Linked DNA regions of Mus musculus: all the other regions are linked to region 3. The links are chromatin contacts, called in public promoter capture Hi-C maps. All regions are on one chromosome and are shown on one strand. Each heading gives the region's core, a stretch centred on a gene start, on an enhancer-like site or on the middle of the called end of the contact. The rest is flanking DNA. Distances are from core to core; before and after follow the strand shown. Region 1 overlaps Rtn1 (reticulon 1). Region 2 overlaps Rtn1 (reticulon 1). Region 3 holds the start of Rtn1 (reticulon 1).

Region 1 (3,773 bases), core at 32-2,531, 140 kb before region 3:
AGTGCCTGGCCCTCATGGTTTCTTACGTGATTTTTGTTTCCTTTATAGTTTGCTGTCCCTCAAGATTTAGGAATTTGATTTGCATGAGAGAGGAACATAATAGTTTGTTTCTGTGGAACAATGTTTTCCTAGAACCCAAAAGTCAGAAGTCCTTAAAACATATATGTTTCATACTTGGTGCTGAAAATACAGTTGGGGTTGAACAGGGCTCGGTGGGTAAGTGCACTGGCTGCTCTTGCAGAGGACCCAGGTTCCAGCACTCACAACCATCTGCAACTCCAGTTCCAGGGATCCAGTGCCCTCTTCTGGCCCCTTTGAGTACTGCATGTGCATGCATGTGGTACACAGACATAAATGCAGGCAAAACTCTCATATGCATAAAATAACAAAATAAGAATGGACAAAAGTTCTGGAAATGTGCTGAGATGTGAGAAAGAAGAGTGGATACTGTCTCAGTTCCCCAAGGACCCCGTAGTTAAAGTCTGCAGTCCCCCTGTACCTTTTACCTAACAGAATCAGTCCTTATGGGGTTTCGTTATCAGCATTTAAGGGTACAGGCAATGGGGGGGGGGGGAGGAGTAGGACAATGAGGCCTTGGTTCCAAGACTGGTAGAGCTTGTTTCTGTAGAAGATACAGAAAATCAAGTGACTCAAAATACTCAGGAGATACACTGGTTGAAATATAAGCGGGCCAGTTTGAGCCCACATCTCCCGGCATCTCTCAGTTTACACTGTGATGTCCTCCAAGCTTAGCCCTGCAGCCTTCCAATGGGAAATTGCTAATGGGCACTTCTCTCTCCTTCCAACTGACAGATTACTTTAATCTGTTTAAATGTGTACAAAGGTGGCATTAATTTTTATAAATTAACAGCCACAGCTTTTTAAAAAAATCTATTTCAGACTTAACCTTAGATAAGGAACAGGAAAATGGAACATTCGCCGTCTGACTGACAGGAAAAAGCAAACTTTGCAGTTTTGAAAAGATGAGGTCCCCACAAATGTTGTTTATTAAGTATCCAGAACTATGATTCCCTTTTCTTCTTTTTCTTTTTTGAATATTTCTATATATATTTAATTTACATATAATTAATTATATAAACTTGAGAGATGTTTATTAGGCTACACTTTCTGGCCAGTCTAAGGCACTTTCCTGAGACACGGCTGGCATGGGAGTAGATGTCACAGCGAGATTTTTAACTGCAACTCCTGAAATCATTATTTGTTCCCCTGCCAGGTGAGGCTGTTACTGATCTGCTTGCTGGCCCCAGCTCCTGCCAGGCTAGGTGCCCAGCGCTGTGGCCGCCCCTCCAAAGGCTCCTCTCTTCTCTTACTCCCTGACCTCTTCAGTTGCAGGTAGTCGCTCTTGTTAAAAGTGCTCTTGGCTTTTGTCTGCCATTAAAAAGACTGATTACCTATCTAATTTCCTCTTGGGCTCTCTGTTTCTACTGTTAGGAAAACTATCCCCATGTTTTGCTAGTCTTTGTGAAGTCCTTATTATCTGGGACTATGTTTTGAATTAGTTGCTAATACTTTTGATGGCTGAATTTCTGAGGGCTCCAAATATACAATAAACATCTGCCTTGCAAAGGACTGGTCACACACCAAAGGAAGAATACATGGTTACAATCAAGGCAAGACTGCCTTCATTCCTCCCTTCCTCTTCCTTCCTTCCCTCCCTCCCTCTCTCCTTCCCCCTTCCTTCTCTCTTTGCTTCTCTTCTTCCCTCCCTCCATCCCTCCATCATCATCACCGTCATCATCACCACAGTCACCATCACTATCATTGCCGCTGCCGCCACCACCACCACCACCATCATCATCATGGCCTTTCTGTTTTTCACTTATGGCTGTTATTAGTATTCATTAAATGATCAGGTTCATGACTGTTTATAGATTTGTTAATTTTGTTTAATAACTTTAATATAAAATGTAAAACTAAGGCATGAATTTGAGGGGGGGCACTAGAGGAGTCAGCATGGAGAGGGAGGGTAGAAGTGATGTGAACACACACACTCCTGGACGATACTTCCAAAGCAATCAATAGAAAGGTCACGGTTCAGACTCTGAAGTTCGGTTGCTGCTGAATGCATCTTGCATTTCAGCTCTGCTAAGCTGAGCGACTGTCAGTGACCCATCATTGTCAGTAAATCATCTGTACAATGAAGTTTAAAAGACCAAAGCCCTTTCACCACCGTTCATTTTCTTTCTAGGCCCCGGCTTTGCACATCAATTTTGGCGTCTAGCTTCATTAGATTCATAGTGTTTCCAGGAGCCACAATTGAGGCTTTTCTGCTTTATCACTGGGTGATTCTAAAGTTTATGATACTCACAGAATTGTGGAATATCTAAAAATAATCTGAGGTATTATATTATCTATATATCACTGCATGACAAACAAGATTCAGAATGGTATATAGTAAACACCTAGCATAGTATTATCTCTTAGGTCATTATTACAAAATCAGTATATTTAGACTCACGAAAGGGAAGAATCGCTGGCTTACTCAAACAGAAGACGACCTTTAGCATCTGTTGGGTCATTCTAGACTTTCTTCAGTGTTTTTACATGTGGATGTCTCGATGTGGGGTACATCTGTGTGTGTGCATGCTCTCATGTGAGTGTGTGTGTACGTGTATATGGGTGTGTCTTCTTCCATTGGGTTTGCACCTTGTATCTAAGGGCAGGGTCTCTTGCTGAACTCAGAGCGGCTGGTTGGTTAGTCTGGCTAGCCATCTTGCTCTGGGATCCCATAGCTTCACCTTCTGAAGGTTGGGATAAAACATAGGCAGCCACACCCACATTGTAGGTGGGGGCTGGGGATCCAAATGGCAGCCCCTGTGTATCAGCTCACTGCCCTGTGAGCCGGCCCCTCCAGCTCTTGTTTCTTTGGTTTTTAAAGACAAAACTCAGCCACTGCTTCTCTTCATGTTTCATTTTATTTTCTTTGATTTATTTTTTTCTTAGCAAGATAACTTCCTTCATAATTTATTTTTATCTGAGTTACAGGTGACTTAAAGCCTCAGACTGTAGGTGTCTTAGTCAGGGTTTCTATTCCTGCACAAACCTCAGGACCAAGAAACAAGTTGGGGAGGAAAGGGTTTATTCAGCTTACACTTCCATACTGCTGTTCATCACCAAGGAAGCCAGGACTGGAACTCAAGCAGGTCAGGAAGCAGGAGCTGATGCAGAGGCCATGGAGGGATGTTCTTTACTGGCTTGCCTCCCCTGGCTTGCTCAGCCTGCTCTCTTATAGAACCCAAGATTACCAGCCCAGAGATGGTCCCACCCACAAGAGGCCTTTCCCCCTTGATCACTAATTGAGAAAATGCCTTACAGTTGGATCTCATGGAGGCATTTCCTCAACTGAAGCTCCTTTCTCTGTGATAACTCCAGCTGTGTCAAGTTGACACAAAACTAACCAGTACAGTTGACCCCTTGTCAACTTGACACACAAACACATCACTAGTAAGCCTCAACCCTTACATTCTTATTCATCCCCAAGATCTAAATAACTTTAAAAGTCCCACAGTCTTTACATATTCTTAAAATTTCAATTTCTTTAAAATATCCATCTCTTTTAAAATCCAAAGTCTTTTTACAATTAAAAGTCTCTTAACTGTGGGCTCCACTAAAACAGTTTCTTCCTTCAAGAGGGAAAATATCAGGGCACAGCCACAATCAAAAGCAAAAGTCAATCTCCAACCGTCCAATGTCTGGGATCCAACTTACGATCTTCTGGGCTCCTCCAAGGGCTTGGGTCACTTCTCCAGCCA
Region 2 (3,479 bases), core at 200-2,699, 200 kb before region 3:
GGGGCGGCTCATATATCCTAAGAGTACAGGAAGAGCCTCAAAACACCTGTCTCAAAGTTTGCCTCTAAGATTATGGTACCAGGAAAGGGAAACAATCAATTTGCAGTAACGAGGAAGGAGAGAGCTGTTACCACTCCAGACACCCCCACTCATGTCCGGCTTCTCCTGGGGTGACCATCTACTCAGCGTGCCTCTTGGCGCCGGGGATTTTAGCCTGGATCCTACAAAGGTAAAAGTCAAAGGGTTACATTGCAAATGGTACCCATGAAACCACTTTGCGTGGTCATAATGTGGCTTTACTGACTTGAGTAGTTAAACAGCAGGAGTATCCTAGAAACACTTATAAAGCAATGAGAAGGAACAGAACGTTGAATGGGGCCCAGACAAGAGAGCTGCATTCTCTAGCTCAGCTTTTTGGTAGATGGGATGGCCAAAGTGGCTTCTTTCACAGCTACAGAGATTGTGATAGTCACCACTGGCTACTTAGTCCTGGGCACTTCTGAAAGAGGGTGCAATGGCTATACCAGGAGTCAAAATTAAACTGAGGTGTGTCCTGGCAGAGGAATTTCTTCACCTAATACCCCTCCTATCACAAAATATCCAGCAGTGGTACTAAGCCTGGGTCCTAGTTCCAGATACTGCTATTCATTCATCGAATGAACCTCTCTCACAGCTTAGAAGGTCTTGTGCGAGTGTGCGTCTGTGTCTGTGTGCACAGGTATATATGTGAGTGGGGATGTGTGCGTGTGTGCTGAGACAAGAGGCCAATTTCTGGTGACGTTCTTGAGTTGCTTTCCACCTTGTCTTTTGAGACCAGATCTGTCGCTGGCCTGAGGTGTGCTGGGTTGGCTGGGTTGGCTGTTGAATCCCAAGAATGGGCCTGGCTTTGCCACGCTGGCACCAGGATTCTAAGTGCTCACCACAGTGCCTGGTTTATTTTAACATGGTTCTTACTCCTGGGCAGCCAAAGATGTCCTGACTGAGATCCCTCTCTAGAAAATCATCTTGAACATGTGGGGGACCAGATATTGTCAAGGCTCCTAACATTCTGTACTGCAGCCATTGTCCTGGGGTATCTGCTATCATTTTAGGATTCTAGGAGCTTTTGTTTATTGATCTGGAGCCTTAATAGTTCAGCTTGCAGACTAGGATTGTCACCTCCCTATGCACTAGGCAACCTTCAACGTTCTAGAATTTAGAGAGACCAGGGACTTCTGCAGAGTTTTCCTCCTCATAGGGATGGGAGAGAGTGAAGTAAACAAGGGGACAGGATGTTCAGATGGTGACAAATGCTATAAAACAATACAAGGCAACGGGATAGGAAGGGAGGGGGAGTGGTGGGGAAGTGGGTGGAGCCCACTTTAGAAATAATGAGCTAAGAAACAGATGCCTAAAACACAGGCAGGAGCCAGCCGACAGAGATCTGGAGGCTTCAGGCGGAGAAGGCAGAGTACAGAGGCCTGGAAGGAGCTTAGACGTTGAAGGGGCAGGTCTGAAAAGCTCCTGCCTCCAGCTTCCTGCCCAACGGTGTTAGAACTTAGGGAGTATGGCAAAGGGTTTAAATTCTATTCTGGGTGACAGGAAGCCATTGATAAAGCAGGGAACGGGATGATGCAGCCTGATTCGTTTTCTTTAAAGAATCACGATGATCCCAGTGTGGAAAACAAAGAGGGAGATGGGAGCAGAAGCGATCCTGGCCGGAGAACAAGCTACAGAAGTAAGGTGTCAGATGGTGACGGGCAGGACCACGTGGTAGACACGAAACAGCCAGGTGAATGGTCTTGAGATCTCAGTTGGAGAAGGGGCTGGAGGTAGACCCCTTGCCTTGCAGCCAGAGTAATGGGTAGCATGATAAATAGGCATTTATCAAGATGTCGAGGACAGATGGCAACCAGACTCTGAGATCTAACAGCACGATACTTGGCCATGTGGGTCTGAAATGTCTATGGGGCATGCAAGGGAGAGCCATCTGATAATCGGGAAGTAAAGATGAGTCTTGGCACAGGAGGGCAGGGGGGAAGACACAAGTGTGGAACCCTTGATCTGGAGGCAACATTTGAGGTTGGTGGAAGATCCTAAGAAATTTTTCTTAGACTCTAGTGCTGGGCAACACAGGCTACTGATGAACTCTGGTTTTTTATAACTTACCCAGTTTCTCTTTTTGCTTTGGCTACCAGGAAATGCAGCCAACCTGATTTAATTTCTATTATAGGAGCCCTGTTCTCATGAGTGACATGTTGTTTTCAAAGCTTTGATTCTCAACTATAATCTAACAATTAGACTATATATGGATGCATATGTATATTTATTTTGCATTGTGATAGCCTCTGAGTTGACAGGCACGCTTTTAGACTCTCCCCTCCAAATCTCTCAGGAGACTGTCACTAAACCATTTCCACACAGTGCAATCACAATGACATCAGCTCCCTGGTTGGAAACACCAGGGGCCATCCCGTGAGTGCTCGTCTCCTGGCATCAGCCTTGCCATCTGTATTCTTGCCTCCCATTTGGGCTGCAGGACAGTGGCTAGCGCACTTCCTGAACAGGATAATTTTTGTGCCTTTCTATGTGCTTAGGTCATTTTCTCCTCTTGCAGTGTCTTTCTCCCTATTACCCTCTACATGAATGCTTATCCCTGCTTCAGGGCCTGTGCCAAATGGCGCCCTACCTACGGGCTTTCCAGGATCCACTCTCAGAGCTGCTGCTTCCTCAGTGCTCCAACTCTAGAATTACATACAGCTCTCTTGTAGCATCCACATCACCTCATGGATATTCCTTTATAATTTATACCAACAGGCTGAGGACTCCTGTTGCGTTGGACTCAACCATCTTCTTCATGCCTTCTCCCTTCACCATAGCAACACAGGTAATAGTCTCTAGAACTAAGTGTCCAGCCCTCACCCTACCCCCACCCTCACTCATAAGATTTCTTCAAGATTATCTAACTGAATATTGTATAATTTCAGCCCAAAACTTCTAGTTCCAGCTGCCAAATTCCCATTCAGGTTTTCTGGAGCTATAATTTTTAAACATAGTTCTAGTTTCCCAAGAGTTACCTGGGGGCTTCATTGAAATGTAAATTATAGGTCATCAACTCTAGAAATTCTAATGCTATAAGCTTGTTTTGGATCTCTCCAGTCTTTTGCCTTTGAATTGACTCTTGACTTTAGTACCAGCACTTTCTGTTCTATGCCATTCTGCCATTTCTGTACATTGAACAACGACTGTTTCATTCTTCATCTACTTATCTTCATTACGTTGGAGACACAGGGGTCTGAGAGGATGTTTTGGGGCATTATAAAATGAGCTGAGAATTGCCACATCTCCAAACTGAGAATGGAACCCCACAGAGTTCTCTCTCTCTCTCTCTCTCCCTCTCTCTCTCTCTCTCTCTCTCTCTCTGTGTGTGTGTGTGTGTGTGTGTGTGTGTGTGTGTTGGGTCGGGGCTCAGGGAAAGTCAAAATGTTCTGTGCATGGAG
Region 3 (3,473 bases), core at 936-3,435:
AATCCTATAACCCATAACAATATATGACAAATAGGGCTGTCAATCTTTGGCTCTTTTCACATTTAGTTTTTCCCTTCCTCCCTCCCCCTCCATGCCCCAACCTCTTCTTTCCCCTCCCCCTCCTGCCCTGCCCTTCCTTCTTTCACTTGCTTCTCTTTTTATTTCTTGGTCCCCACTTTCTCTTCCCATTATTCAACACATTCTCCAAATCTCCTTTCCTGGCTTAAATCATGTTTGTTCTAGAGCAGAGTTTAGACAACCCGAGGCACTCCATATAACCCTCGAGAGGGGGTGGCTTAAGAAAGGGGTTTCCCTAAATCAGCTGCCAGGAACACATACGCCAGTCCCACCCTCGTCGCCTCCTCCAGGAACACCCACTCCCCAGGCCTCACACTACATTACCCAAACTACACAACTCCCACTCCAGCACAGCAGAGCCTCTCTCTCAGACAACAGCACAACACACCACCCCCTACAGTATTCCTTCTGAAAACAGCGATAACCAGGTAGCCGCCCCTCCCCCGCGGCGCCTGTCTCTAGCTTCCAACAGTCAGGACAAGCCATGGCCCTAGGGTTGATTCCACCAGGCAAGGATTTGGAGCGAAGGGCAAGTCAGGGGGAAAGAGAGGCCCAATCACTGACAATTTTTCAAAACGCAAAGATGAGTTCAGACTGCTGGGTAAACTGAGGCTGGACCACTGGCCACAGTCCCAGCATTCCAATCTGCAGCTGCTAAGACCTTCACATTTTAGGGGGTTCAAGTTTCAATACTCTGATAGATTCAGAAAAGAGCGGCTAGGAAATAAAGAAAGAAGGCTACAACTTCCAACCTTCCCAACAATGCTGTCCCTCCGGAATTCAGCTTGGGACTCATGGGGGTTTGTTTTCTGCGCGGGAGAAAGAGCTGAGCTGGAGGAAAACTGGAAAGGAGTAGGGTGTGGTGATTCCTTGAGGGAAGAGAAAGGGAAAATAAAGTCTCTGCGGTACTCCGGTGCCCTAAACCCAGCGGGAGGGTCCTGAGGCGGTGGGCCCGCCCGCTGATAGGCAGTCGTCTATCTCTGCTGTGGAGCTCGCTGAGCGCAAACACGCCCCAGAAAAACATCACAACCTGTCACTCCCCGCCCTGCTGCCCTGAGACCCCTGACAAGAAGAGAAAACTTGTTCCGGGGCGCAACAGAAGCCAGGCTTGCCAACGAGGACAATGTCTAAGGCTGAAAAAAGAGTAAAAATGAAATTACTGGACCAACAGCCTTCTTCCTCCTAGCCGCTGGCAGCACCCTGCTGTTTTCCACCAGTCCGCTAATATTTACAGTCGCCAGGAGCGAACCCCTACCTCCAGGTAGACAGGCCAGGAAGACGCAGAGAAAAGCTGTGGACTAGGGGACCCACAAGAAACACGGTCCCGGCCTCCATTTGCGGGGTCGCGGTGCGGGCCGGCTTACCTGTGGATGCAGTTTCCATGGCGACGGGAGGCGACCGGGCGGGGCCGGAGCACAGTTCCCGCGACGACGTTACCCCAGCTCCAGCGCCCGACCCCCAGGCGGGCTCCCCATCCTGCTGCGCTGGCCTGGCCCCCATCACCGCCGTCGCTTCGTCTTCCCCATCCCCCCGGCCCCCGAACCACTGGGACCCGGGGCTACCCAGAGACAGCGGCTCATCTTGCAGATCCGGCGGTGCGGCCATGGCTGGCTGTGCCCCAGGCTGGGCTACTGTGGCTTGGCAAGGCCGGGGTGCGCTGGCTAGGGACGCGGACGCTCCCTGCTGCTGTCCCTACCGGGACTCCGGACTCCAGAAGGCTGCAGAGTCTCCGCGCCACCGTCGCTGCTTTTGCTGCAACTCGGGCCGAGCCGCGGCTGCTGTTCTGGGCGCTTCGGCTCCTCCTTCTCCCCCTCCTCTTCCTCCGGGGCCCCGGGGCGGCTGCCGCCCGCGCTCCTCCCCTGCTCCAGAGGCAGCTTGCTGTGCCTGCGCTGCTTCGCTACTCCCAAGCCTGTTATTACGCAGGTGAAAATGGCCTGCTTGGTCCGAGTCCTCCCTAATGCACGTCAGCCCCGGGCCTGTTAATGGCAGCCTCTGATTAGGGGATGTGCCAAACCCACTTGTTTTACCCTTTATCTGGGGAAGAATACACAGAGAGGACCAGCAGGTACTGGCTGCAGCTTGACTAGACAAGAAGTTAAAACCAGACTGGAGTCCTAGGACTCTAGGATAGAAAGCGAATCTCAGAACAACCGTTCTGAGGGTTAGCTGCATAAAGGACACTGGCCTGAGCCTTGACCTGGTGATCTGCAACCTGGAGGTTAAATCCTTCATCCTGAAGTTTCCAGAACCGGCCCAAACAAACAAACAAAAACAATAACAAAACAGTATAGGAATGGGCCCTCAGATGGAACTCCACAAAAATGCTTTCCAGACCTGTCCCAAGTAGCATTGAAAGCAAACAGGATGCTACCAGGCATTAAACAACAACAACGACGACGACAGCAACAGCAACAACAAATGGCTGTGCCATATAAATGACAGGCCGTGTTGGGCAGTCTGTTTTGAGAAGTGGAAATCCACAGGAACTTCTTGCTCCCCCTCCCCACCCCTTTTCTGTGCTCTCTGATACTTAATGAACAGTAAAGGCGACTCACCTACATGTGCTATTCCCATATTTAGACCTATTTAGACCTATCTTTTCAAACAAGCCGTCTTACCGGTTCCTGAACTGTAAAATGGTGTGTGCCTTTCCTTTAAGTCTTGGCTCAAGTCTAACATCAGAGTAGATGAGTACAGTTATCGGTTAGTCCTACTCAAAAAAAGTGGAAGGCAACTGTGCCCTTGCATGCAGAGTGGTTGTGTAGGGTTCTCAGCTACCATTTGCATACCAGGAGCATCACAACTATCTGTAAATTCAAAGGCCAGAGTCATCAACATCTGGGACTCCTAAAAATGATGAAAATAGAAAATTTTTTATTCACTGTAATCTTTTGTTCTACTAGTACAACAATGCTCAAAAGATAGCAATAAATTGGAGGAAAATGTGTGTAATCTTACAGTCACCAAAATTTTACAGATTGATGTATTAAAAATTAATTCCTGAGTCCAGAGAGACAGCTTAGTATTTAAGAGTGATTGCTGCTTTTCCGGGGGACCAGACCTGACAGCTCACACTTGCCTGTAACTCCAATACACACACACACACACAAACCACTACACCTTTGAAAAAATTGGTTTCTATGAAATATGTTCATTATCTTCATAGTGACAATGGCATCACAGTTGTATGCATGGGACAAAAATCAAGTTGTCATGTGTATGTGTGCAATTCAATGTGTACCAGTTATTCTAATAAAGCTATAAAAATTATCTCCCTCTGTAATAACAAATTCTTGGTTATCCTGAATCATTATAGCTTTTTTTAACATAAGATAATAGGCACCTTGTTTAGAATGCCATAATGTATCAAGAATGCCAGGGAGGAACTTTCTTAC

What was found. Promoter capture Hi-C pulls out the DNA fragments that hold promoters and counts their contacts.
Region 1: a promoter capture Hi-C map of liver shows a contact between it and region 3, with 4 times the contacts expected there. The contact joins the enhancer-like site here to the promoter of Rtn1 in region 3. A contact is called at or near these places in 7 of 39 promoter capture datasets (embryonic stem cells, frontonasal cranial neural crest, liver and 2 more), 1 of 15 datasets of contacts at CTCF or cohesin (pro-B cells), 25 of 484 Hi-C or Micro-C datasets (the AtT-20 cell line, cumulus cells, embryonic stem cells and 4 more) and 4 of 115 datasets of contacts at active chromatin or transcription factors (embryonic hindbrain, embryonic stem cells and stem cell-derived neural progenitor cells).
Region 2: a promoter capture Hi-C map of hippocampal neurons shows a contact between it and region 3, with 2.9 times the contacts expected there. The contact joins the enhancer-like site here to the promoter of Rtn1 in region 3. A contact is called at or near these places in 7 of 39 promoter capture datasets (the 3T3-L1 cell line, the C10 cell line, HPC-7-derived erythroid cells and 4 more), 1 of 15 datasets of contacts at CTCF or cohesin (the NIH/3T3 cell line), 2 of 484 Hi-C or Micro-C datasets (cerebral cortex and frontal cortex) and 8 of 115 datasets of contacts at active chromatin or transcription factors (craniofacial prominence, embryonic basal ganglia, embryonic forebrain and 5 more).

The regions. Positions count from the first base shown.
Region 1 is chr12:72,267,505-72,271,277 of GRCm38.p6, forward strand. All of the region lies in intron 3 of Rtn1 (reticulon 1), which reads right to left. Gm52013 (a long non-coding RNA gene) reads left to right here. Exons shown (of 3, transcript XR_003950281.1): 3 at 1-3,773. Among named protein-coding and RNA genes, the nearest start is that of Gm52013, 9.4 kb to the left of the region's middle. Within about 2 kb of position 1,282, at least 1 of the 459 cell types and tissues checked has an H3K27ac peak or open chromatin away from gene starts, as enhancers often do. A contact at or near this core is called in liver, where this site is marked.
Region 2 is chr12:72,212,357-72,215,835 of GRCm38.p6, forward strand. Rtn1 (reticulon 1) reads right to left here. Exons shown (of 9, transcript NM_153457.7): 9 at 1-221. The coding sequence ends at 179. Among named protein-coding and RNA genes, the nearest start is that of Ccdc175, 29 kb to the left of the region's middle. Within about 2 kb of position 1,450, at least 9 of the 459 cell types and tissues checked have an H3K27ac peak or open chromatin away from gene starts, as enhancers often do. A contact at or near this core is called in cerebral cortex and hippocampal neurons, where this site is marked.
Region 3 is chr12:72,406,869-72,410,341 of GRCm38.p6, forward strand. Rtn1 (reticulon 1) reads right to left here and starts at 2,186. Exons shown (of 9, transcript NM_153457.7): 1 at 1,443-2,186. The coding sequence starts at 1,683.